Linked DNA regions of Sus scrofa: region 2 is linked to region 1. A link is a contact called in public HiChIP or PLAC-seq data. All regions are on one chromosome and are shown on one strand. Each heading gives the region's core, a stretch centred on a gene start, on an enhancer-like site or on the middle of the called end of the contact. The rest is flanking DNA. Distances are from core to core; before and after follow the strand shown.

Region 1 (5,381 bases), core at 1,724-4,223:
ATTTCCGTGCCCACATTTCAGTCCTGAAGAAAGGAAGCGCCCCCCGTGTTGAGCACTGTGGGCCCGAGGACCACAGCAGCGAGCTGTTTTCCTTGTGCAATGCCTTTTCGGCAAGGTTGCTGCTCTGGATCTGGCGCACCCAACGTCCAGGCCTGGGGCTGCCCATGGCGTGGGTTCCTGGCTGTGATTACACCTTACAGGCTCATCAGAGCAGAGGCATCCGCCTGGGACCCAAATGAGGAGCGGTGAATTCTATCCGGGAGAAAGATGGGCCCCAGGCAGTCAGCAACCAGCGGAGGAGCAGAGCAGTGGCCGCCTGCAGAAGGTTCTAGAGGCGTTTCTCGGAGCATTGAGTGGACGGGATTAAATGGGCTAAGGGGAGTCACCTCTTGGGGGAGGGGCAGCGGGCCTGGGGTTTTCTTCGGTGGATGTGGCCATGCTGGGGACCACAGGAGAAACGGCTGAGCACGGTGGGTCTGGCGCTGGGGGGACGAGGCAGGGCGCGCAGAAAGGAGGCAGCATCTCTCCGAGCGCGGGTGGAGGGTGACGCCTGGAGAGGTGAGCGAAGGCGGGCCGCGCGGGCGGGCGGGGCCGGGGCGGGGCTCGGCGGAGAAGAAGCGGGTGAAGGAGGCTCGCTGGGGGCCCGGAGCCCTTGCAACAAAGTTACCTGGGGGCCCCAGATCAAAGGGGCCAAGGCGGAGCGGAGGGAGGCGGCGCTTTCTGAGGCCAGAGATTACAGCAGCAAAGAGCCCGCGAGGCCTCGGTGATTCAGGGATTTCGGACAGAAGGATGGTCCGGCGGGTGCGTGAGGTTGTGCGTCTGCACAACAGCGCGCGCAGTGCAGGCTTGCGAAGTAGGAGAGTGATGACATTTATGATTATGATTTATTTATTTATTTATTTATTTGCTTTTTAAGGCCGCACTCGTGGCATATGGAAGTTCCCAGGCTAGGGGTCGACTCGGAGTTGTAGCCGCTGGCCTGCACCACAGCTACAGCAACGCAGGATCTGAGGCATGTCTGCGACCTACACCACATCTCACGGCAATGCCGGATCCTTAACCCACTGAGTGAGGCCAGGGATCGAACTCACAACCTCATGGTTCCTAGTCGGATTCGTTTCTGCTGTGCCACAAGGGGAACTCCATGATTTTAAAATGTCTTTATGGAGCTCCCCTTGTGGCTCAGCAGTTAATGAACCCGACCAGGATCCATGAGGATGTGGGTTTGATCCTTGCCTCCATCAGCGGGTTAGGGCTCTGGCGATGCAATGAGCTGTGGTGTAGGCCTCAGACTCTGAGCGATCCGGCACTGCTGTGGCTGTGATGCAGGCCGGCACCTGTAGCTCTGATTCGACCCCTAGCTCAGGAACCTCCCTATGCCACAGGTGTGGCCCTAAAAAAAAAAAAAAAAAAAAAAAAAAAAGTCTTTGTGGTGAAAGACAGCAAAGCATATAAAAGCGTATAAAAATAAGCGTGCAACTTGAGAGACTATGGCAGAATAAACGGCGCCGTTGTGGGAAGGAGTGCGTGCACCCACCCAAAGCCCCAGGCCCACCTTCCTCAGCCTTCCTCTGTGCAACGATACATCCCTAAGCGATGCAGTTTATAAAATGCAGCCGTGCCTTATTGGCTCTGTTGTGAAGATCCATCCACGTTGTTGCCGGTGGCTGAAGGCTGTTCATTTGCACCCCTGGACCCCACTTTATACAAGTACCTATTGCTCTCACCACCTATTCTAAAGCTGGTGAACAGCTGGGTGGCACCCAGTCCTCTGCCCCTGTGCATTTTTTTCCTTTTTCCGCTGCCCAGGCATGCACCGACGCCACAGCTGCAGCACTTAACTCACCGCGCCTGGGCCGGGGACGGAACTGGCGCCTCCGCAGAGACAAGCCGGATGTTAACGCACCGCCTCTCCGTGCGAGCTCCCTGACAAGCATTCCTACCTGGGCTTCCGGGGCTCCCAAACACACATTTCAGCCAAGTAGCTGCCGAAGGTCTTGTGCCGTTCGCTTCTACCAGACAAATGTCTTTTTAGCAGATTTCCCAGACATTTTCCCCCAAGTGGTTGTGCTGACTCCCATTCCCACAGCAATACTCTTCAGAAAGTGCAGATGTGAACCTAAGGCGCCTTTGAAGGTGACGTAGATGATTCTGGCAAAGCAGGGGCTGGCAGACACAGGGCATTGTACAGCAAATGAAGGATTTGGGGCCATATGCAGACTGAAATGGGGAGAGGGAAGGGTCCGAGCAAGCGAAGCGGGCAGCGCCAGGTCTGTGTTCACACAGCATGACTGTGCAGTGGAGGGGCCATCCAGGCCTCCAGGACAGTGCAGGTGGTGGGCAGAGGATTAAGAAGGATGGAAGGGCATCTGGGAGGGTGACGCCATGGGACCCACTCGCATTCGTATCAGTGCTGCTGAAGATCGACGTCCTTTTAGGTTCCTCTCTGGAGGACAGGGTGGTCCCCCTGCATTTATTTAGGGATGTCACTGAGGACTGCGCAGAGGAGCGAAAACCTATTGGCTGCTTGAGGCACCGCTCCCGTTCATCTTTGGCCCACGGTGGGCCTGAGGAACACAGAGTTAGCAGCATCCAGTGTGCGGATAATTCGTGCTTGCAGGATGAAGGAATGAGTAGGCAAATATGTTAAAAAGATGACGAGCAATTTTGGATTGTATTTCACCTTCCGGCTTCTAATCACCCACCAGTTAGGGGAGACGGGTGACCTGCGTCTGGCTCCCCGGAAAAGCCTCCAAAAACAGCTGGACCTCCCGGGACTCGATGGATGGAGTAGTGGGCTAGGGGAGAACGTTCCCACACAAGAGGGGCAGCAAGCAACTGCGGAGGCCCCGAGAGCTGGAAGGGGCGGTTTTAGTTTGATGTCATCATCGACAGCGGCTCCGACTGACCCCGAATTTCAACGGTTTAGTTCTTTACGTGGATGATCTGGGTTCTCGGCCGGGAGGTGGCGGTGTGGTAGTGTGCGAGGGCCGGGGCGCGTTCAAGTTCAAGCTCCAGGGCCGGAGGAAGCTTCGCGACATTCATGTTGCGGGAATAACTTAAAAACAGCCTGGCTGAGATGCCCGGGCGCCGGGATGCGGACACCACCACGTCCACACGGTACCCAGGCGCGTCCTGCCGGGCGGGGGCCAAGGGTGGGGAAGGGGCCCGCCCGCCCGCAGCCGGAACGGGCTCCCCGCGCGCGCCGGAGGCGGCGGGCAAACAAGGGGTGTGTTTTCTTTTCTTTCTTCCCGGTCTCCGGTGGCAGCGCCGCGCGGGCCCGCTCCGCCCAGTCGGAGGAGACGTCGCTCTCCTGAGTGGCTGCGCGGCGCCCCCCCCCGCCCGCCCGCCCCGCGCCCGCCCCGCCCCGCGGCGGGGCCTCGCTCCGCCCGGGCCCCCGCCGCCCGCGTCCGCGTCCCGGCTCCCCCGCCCGCCCCCGCCGGCCCGCCCCGCCCCCGCCGCCTCCCCGCCGCGGCCGCGCGGCCCCGCCCCGCCTCCCCCGCCCGCCTCCCTCGCCCCTCCCCCCTGCCCGCCGCCTCCGCCTCCGTCCGCCGCCCCCGCCCGCCGCCCCGGCCGCGTCGGGTAAACCTGTTTGGCGAGGCGGCCGCGCCGGGGCGGATCGTGCGGCCGGCGGCTCCCTCGCGGCTCGCGGCGTCGGGGCCCGTGGCGCGCGCGCGGCCGCCCCTCGGCCCCGGAGCCCCTCGGCGGCGCCACCATGTACTCGGGAGCCGGCCCCGGTGAGTCCTCGCGCTCGGGGCGCCGGCCCGGCCGCTCGCGCGCTCCTCCCCTCGGCGCCGGCGGCCGTTGGCTGGCCGGGCGCGAGCGCGGCGCGCGCGGCGGGCGGGAGGCCGGGGGACCGGGGCCTGGGGGCGCGGCGGCGGCGGCGGCGGCGGCGGCGGCGGGGCTGGCGGGGTCGGAGGGCCCCGGCCGCTGGCCGTGGCCTCGGCCCCGCGGCGGACGCGCAGCCCCGGCCTCCTCGGGCCCGAGTCGTCGGGGCGCCCCGCGCGGCCTGGGCCCTCCCCGCGGCCCGGCGGCCCGGGACCCGGCTGGCAGGGGACTGGGCCGGGCGGCCGGCGTGTAGGCCCGAGGCCCGGGCGCCCGCCTGGCCCGGCCGCGGCCCCGGCCTCCCGCGCCAGGCGTCTGGGCCCCGGCGGGGCCGCGGCCGGGGCCGGGCTCTCAGCGCCCGAGGGCCTGGAGGCCCCGGCCGGGGGCGCCGGGCTCGGGGTGCGGGCGGCGCGGGGAGGCGAGCGGCGGGGAGGCGCAGCCCGAAGCGGGGCCAGCCTGGTGCGCGCGCAGTTTCGTTTTTCTTTCTGCCAGCACTTCTGCGGCCCCTTCTCCAAGGGAAAGTCTGGAGAGGCTGCATTTGGGCCAGTTCTGCTTGGTAGTTAGGGCCGTAGAGCGGGAGGGATGGGAAGCGGCACCCTAAAACCCCCAAGCTGCGTGCGTCTCATTTTCATTCCAGACACGCGGGCTCCTTATTCAAGTGCTAATTGCCTTTTACAGTTTACTAGGGGAAGGTGAGGGGAGGGTTGGTTTCCTTAGCATCCCTTCCCACCAGTAGACTCTCGTTCTTTGGAAAAGTTCTAAAAAACTTCAAAACAGCGGCACATTTTTTGAAAAACTTTTTTTTTTGTTGATGCGGAATACAAGGGCGATTGACTTGCTGGGCCAAGAAAATGGTCAGGTGTTGTAAAGCCTTTCCCTTCTCCTGCCAGGCACGTGGTTCCTAAATTTCCCGCTGGCCCTGCCGCTTGAACAGGGCATATCCTGTCCCCTTTGTCCACCAGGCTCCAGCGGGCTGCAGGCCCTGCCGGGGGTCGGCTTGGTCCAGTCTTTGCTGGGTGCCCTGGCCCTTCCCCGCCTCCAGCTGTTGGGGCCCTGTCTCTGACCTGTTCCAGGCTCTCTCAATCCGTTTGGGTCCCTTAACGTTTTCCCCCCACTGCTGTGTCTGTTCACACACAGCTCTCCGCCCTGTGAATATACTCAGCATCTTTTTTCCTCATGTCACTTAGAAAGCTGCTCCAAGGCTGAGCCTGACCAACTTTTAAATCCTTACGGGCTCTCAGCAGTTTGATAGAGAACGGTTTTAACCGTACCCCTGGGAGGTGACTCAGCCCAGGTGGGGAAGGATGGGGGGCCATGTTGTCACCGTTCCGGAGGCGTGGCAGAGTATCACCTAGCCGGTCCCTGTAAAGGAACCCAGCAAGTGTTGGCCACTGCACTACCTTTTTTTCAGGTTTTTCAGTTTAAAAGTTTCAAAAGGCCCAGACAAAGTGGAGACCCTTGAAGACGACCAAGCTTCTGTGTTGTGTCTGACGTTAACTAATCCATTGGACAGCTTGCTAACTTGATGGTTCTGAAGATGGACCACAGAGGCTCAG
Region 2 (5,381 bases), core at 1,314-3,813, 110 kb after region 1:
AGCCCCTTGTTTGGACCCCCACTCCGGTTGCAGCGTGGGCCTGGGAAAGAGACGCTCTGCTTTGGGCTATTTACAGCAGAGGCACCTCACGCCCCATCTCAGCCAGGAAGGAACGTGGTGTCCCTGGGGTGTCTCGAGAGTGAGCAGACGCTTGCTCAGAGCAAAGGTGTTCATCCCGGAGCCGTGCTCCCCGGCCGGTCACTAACGCATTTCTTTTTGGCTTAGGATTCCGCTTCATCATCACTCTCATCGTCGTCGTCGTCATTCTCCTCCTCTTCTCCCCTCTTCTCTTTAAGCATTTTCAGATATTTACTAGCTAAAATCTTCTTTGGTAATATGTCTTAAAAAACATAAAGCTAGCATCAGTAATGTAAATTTCAAAATGTCCCAGTTCCTGCTTTGACCTCTAAACAGGTTCCAAGACAAAACAAAGTTCAGACGACAATTCTGGGTAAACAGCAGGAAACTAGCCCTGCAAACCTGCCTCCCTTCCACTGAAGCAAACCGCGTGCTTCTGGGTGCTGGTGCCCACGGCTCAACCCAGCCCGCACAGGGTGGCTGCCCCAAGGATCCCCGTGAGCTCTTGTTAGCTGTGACCCACAGCTACTGCTGCACAACAACTCTGAGTTTCTGTTTCCTGGACCAATTAAGGAGGCGTCAGGGAAGGGCTGCCACGCCCCAGCCAACAAACACCCTGTAGGGAGAGTGCTGGCTTCTTGGTCCAGGTGAATCACATTACAAACATACTCAAACGGCCAAAACTAAGACTCATGCCAGGTCGTGGGAAACTCTGGCACCTAGAGAAAACAGCCAAGTGTCTATTTCAGCGCAAGAAGAAAAAAGAGCAGAGAAAAAAGCGTAAATTGCTAAGCATTTTTTTTAAGCAGAATGTTTGAAAGTCTAAATACCTGCAAGAAACTGAAAAGTTTCCGACTCTTCTGCAGTGTTTGATAAATCACTGTAAGTGAGAGCTTTCTTTTCTCTTCCACTGCCATGTCGGTAGGAATAGGTGGCTAGATACTGAACAAAGAGTTCCTAAAACAAAATGAAAAACGAAAGGTGTGCTTTGAAAACTTACAGACCTTCATTTTTAATTACACTCATTTCGATGACTGCAGATTATCTCGGTTTCCCAAATTACAGAAAATCACGCGAGAAAGGACTACGCGGTCAGAAAGGAAACAAAGGCTGAATTAAGTTGTCAGGGAAGCAGGCGTCTCCCTAAAGTTTACTTTAGATTTATAACTTATGAAAAATAATCAAAAGTGATTCAACAATGAGTCATATTTAATGACGAACCTCTGGAGTTAAAAAGGGCAAGAGACCATTCAAAAATTCGGTGTGGCTGAGGAACACACTTCCGTTTGAACACAGTGTTTCCAGGCTGTCCGCCTACAACCGTTACGGTCAACAACCTAAAGGTAAAAAAACGATCAGCTTCCCTTTCTGCCCAGACTGAGCCCTGGGCTGAGCCTCTGGGAATTTCTATTTTAAATCCACCTAGTTCCGTTAGTAAGGGATGGAAGAAGTGCTTGCGAAACTCCTCAATTCCTTAACACCTACAGAACGAAGCTGGACCCGAAAGCACAACTATCCCAAGACCACGTGACCTCCCACCGCCCTCACCCTGACCGTAGGGACACCGGACACTGGGCGCAACCAGCAGGGGCCGGAAGCCACTCTAGGGAACGTGAAAGCGAGGGAAACCGTGCAGCTGAAACCTGGCCCTGGGCAAGAACGCCCACCACGCGCCAAATCAAAAGACCGGGGAGGGGCTAGCACCTCCGGCTGTAAAACCACGGCCCTGGAAAGGCTAATTCTGACCTGGGGACGTGCGGCCCCGAAGACTGGGAGGAAGGCGCGGGCCCGTTCGCTCAACCGTCCGAGGGGTGGAGCCCAAAGCCACGAAAGCGGAAGCGGCCGGAAGCGACAAGAGGGGAGGGATTGGGGTTGGGGGCCGACAACTCGGGAGGAGGAGACGCCGAAGGAGGGGGGGTGGGCGGGGCGCTGGGCGCGCGGGGGAGGCCGGGAACGGAGTGGGCGGGGCGAGGGCGCGCGGGGTAAGACGGGATTGACGCCCGGGGGCGGGGCGAAGGGCGCGCGGGAGCTGGGGAGCGCGCGGCGGAAGGCAGCGAGGCCGCGCCCAGGAGAGCGCGCGGGCGCGCGCAGGGGAGCGGGCGGCGCGCGGGCCGAGGGGTACTGGGCAGCGCGGCGGGACTCGGCCGGGCTCGGAGGGCGGGGCGGGACGCAACGGTCCCGGGCGGCCCCCACTGTCGCCCTCCGCTTCTCACTCCTCCCCGCGCGGTCCGCCTCACCGTGGCCTTGGCCGTGAGCACCAGCGCCTCCTGGTTGATGCTGGACACCTCGGGGGAGCTCTTCATGATGACCCGGATGCGGGACAGGGGCAGCGACACCAGCCGAGGCTCCCCGCACTTGTCCTTGCCCGCGACCCCGTCCGCCATCTCTGCGCCCCGCCCCCGCGGCGGCAGCCCCGACCCGCCGCGAGGTGGCCGGCCCGCTCGGTTGGTGCGGGAGCGGCGTCCCGCTGCCCCGTGGGAGTTGTAGTGTCGGGAGGCGCGGCCCCGGGCGCGGACTACAAGCCCCGTGATGCCGCGCGCGGACGAGGCGGAAGGAAGGGCGGCTGGGCCGGGGGCGGGGGCCGGGGAGGCGTCTCCCTGAAGGTCGAGGCAGATACCGTGTAGGCAGGAGAGGACTGGGAACCGCGGGGGGAAGGGAGGGGGCTGGGCAGTGAGGAGCGCGGACGGCCCTGTTGATGAGAAGGCGCTTTGCTGGGAAGAGGAGCAGCAGCAACGGCGCGGAGGGAGGAGCCTTTCCGGAAAGCTCGGGAGGCGCGCTCTGCGCCCGGGGTGTGCGGGATGAAGGCGGAGAGGCGGCCTGGGGCCGGGTCCTATTGGATTGTAGAAGAAGGAAAATGGGGGTTCCCGTCGTGGCGCAGCGGAAGCAAATCCGACTAGGAACCGGGAGGTTGAGGGTTTAATCCCTGGCCTCACTCGGTTAAGGACCCGGCGTTGCCGTGAGCTGTGGTGTAGGTCGCAGACGCGGCTCGGATCCTGCATTGCTGTGGCTGTGGTGTAGGCTGGCGGCTACGGTTCCGATTGGACCCCTAGCTTGGGAACCTCCATACGCCCCGCGGGTGTGGCCCTAAAAAACAAAATAATAATAAGGAAAATGGGAAGTGCTGAAAGAGATCAGAGGGATGAGGGGATATGTCTCTTAAGTTGGGGGGGGGCTTTTGTTTGTCTTTTTAGGACCTCACCTGGGGCATATGGAAGTTCCCAGGCTAGGGGTCAAATCGGAGCTGTAGCTGCCGGCCTGCACCACAGCAACATGGGATCCTTAACTCACTGAGCCAGGCCAGGGCTGGAACCCGCGTCCTTTTGGGTGCTAGTCAGATTCGTTTCAGCTGAGCCGCGTCGGGACCTCCCGTCTTAAATTTTATTAAAAATCCCCCTGGCTATTGATGGAGAATAGACCGGAGGGGAGTGGTGAGGATGGGGAGGTTGAAAGGGTGGAAGCAAAGAAATTGCAGAGTAGAAGGTGATGGCAGGTGATGAAATGGGATGCAGGTGTGGCTGGGGTGAAGTGAGCTAGGGAACGGATGATAGGAAGTAGCCATGGGCCAGATGAGATAGGGCTTTGTAGATCACAGAATTCCTTCCAAAAGGGTTGGGGGGAGTAAGGGGGTCCCCCTTCAGTTTTACAAGGAATCCTCAAGTTGCTGTGTGTGAATAGATCGTCCAGGGGCAGGAGCGGAAGCAGGCAGAGAGCACAGTTAGGAAGCGGTTCCGGGGATGGAGAGAGACAGTGAGTCAGACCCGAGTGGAAGCGGTGATAGGGGATCTAATTTGACGATAGAGCCAGCAGGGCTTGCCAGTGTGTTATGGAGTAAGAGTGAAAGAACCGTGGTGCTGTTTGCTGAGATGGAGACTGCAGGAGGAGCAGAGCTGGCCCAGGTGTGGTTTGGAGCACGTTAGGTTTCAGTCGCCTGGGGAACGCCAGTGGCGGTGTCTCGTGGACTCTTGGCTCTTCCAGCCTGGAGTTCAGGCTTGAGCACTGAATTCCAAGCCGCCATTGTCTGGGTGGTGGTTAAAAGCGTGGACTGAATGGACGTGTCTGGGAGGAGCGTGTTGATGGAGCAGATCTAAGGACCACGGAGTTCCCGTCGTGGCGCAGTGGTTAACGAATCCGACTAGGAACCATGAGGTTGCGGGTTCGGTCCCTGCCCTTGCTCAGTGGGTCAAGGTTCTGGCGTTGCCGTGAGCTGTGGTGTAGGTCGCAGACGTGGCTCGGATCCTGCGTTGCTGTGGCTCTGGTGTAGGCTGGCAGCTACAGCTCCGATTCGACCCCTAGCCCGGGAACCTCCATATGCCGCAGGAGCGGCCCAAGAAATGGCAAAAAGACAAAAAAAAAAAAAAAAGATCTAAGGACCAGGACCTGGGGTACTTTAGTGTAATGAGATGGAAGCAGAAGGAAAAGCCGGGAAACTGGAAGAAATGGCAGTTGAGTAAGAGAAAAAGCAGGGGCTCGGGTGTCTATAAAGCAGATCAAAGAAAGTTCTTTCTGAAAGAAGCTGATCAGCTGGACTGGATGCTGTTGAGAGCTGGGCGAGATGGCCCCACCACTCACTCGCAGGGCGCCCTGAGAGTGTGAAGAATGTTCCTGGCACAGAAAGATCCAAGTCGCCCTCCAGCCCCGCCTCCTTTGCAGGTGGCTCTTGTGCATTAGCGCACCTTGCAAGAGCCCGCATCGCTGTGTCTGCTGGCCGTGCTCCCGCCGCGGTCCTGTCACCCCATATCGCTTGGACTTCACAGGTCATTCGAAGGAGTCTGGAAAACAACCCCTCTGGTTTCCCTTCTGCTCACCATGAAGTCATGATCACAGAGTAATCAGTGTTTCCTCCAAGAAACACTGCAGGTTTCGTGGCTTCTGAAAGTCACTGCTCTTGAGTCTTTCTGAGACGGGGAACCGAGGCCCCACGTCGCAGATGCTCCGGATTAGCGACACTTGGGGTGCTAGAGAAGTCTTCATGTCTGCCTCCGGCTCAGTCACCTGGCGGTTCCGGGTACAAGGGAGCGGGGCCATCAGGTCGCCTGTGGTGAGTGCTGTGAGGAAGCAAAGCCCGGTGAGGGCGATGGGCTGGCCTCCCTGAGAAGCGGTATTTTCTGGTCAGACCTGAAGGCGGGGAAGAGCGGGGCTGGGGCGAGAGGAGCGCTCTGGACGGGAGAGCCTGCGGGAGGGAGGGTGGCATGCGACTGTGAGGGGCCCAGAGGAGCTTGGTGAGGGAGGGAGGCAGGGAGCCAGGCGGCTTGGCTTCATTCTGATGGCAGTGGAACCCGTGCCCGCGGCGTGCCGAAGTTCTC

The links. HiChIP or PLAC-seq counts read pairs in DNA pulled down with a chosen protein or histone mark.
Region 2: a contact with region 1 is called in an H3K27ac HiChIP or PLAC-seq map of alveolar macrophages. The contact joins the promoter of CHRAC1 here to the enhancer-like site in region 1. A contact is called at or near these places in 1 of 5 promoter capture datasets (skeletal muscle), 11 of 47 Hi-C or Micro-C datasets (differentiating spermatogonia, embryonic fibroblasts, fetal liver and 5 more) and 2 of 2 datasets of contacts at active chromatin or transcription factors (alveolar macrophages and skeletal muscle).

The regions. Positions count from the first base shown.
Region 1 is chr4:2,916,493-2,921,873 of Sscrofa11.1, forward strand. No RefSeq gene overlaps it. Among named protein-coding and RNA genes, the nearest start is that of AGO2, 48 kb to the right of the region's middle. Within about 2 kb of position 2,974, at least 59 of the 83 cell types and tissues checked have an H3K27ac peak or open chromatin away from gene starts, as enhancers often do. A contact at or near this core is called in alveolar macrophages, differentiating spermatogonia, embryonic fibroblasts and 5 more, where this site is marked.
Region 2 is chr4:3,026,245-3,031,625 of Sscrofa11.1, forward strand. CHRAC1 (chromatin accessibility complex protein 1) reads right to left here and starts at 2,564. Exons shown (of 3, transcript XM_021088860.1): 1 at 2,316-2,564; 2 at 909-1,035; 3 at 1-340. The coding sequence starts at 2,462. The coding sequence ends at 222.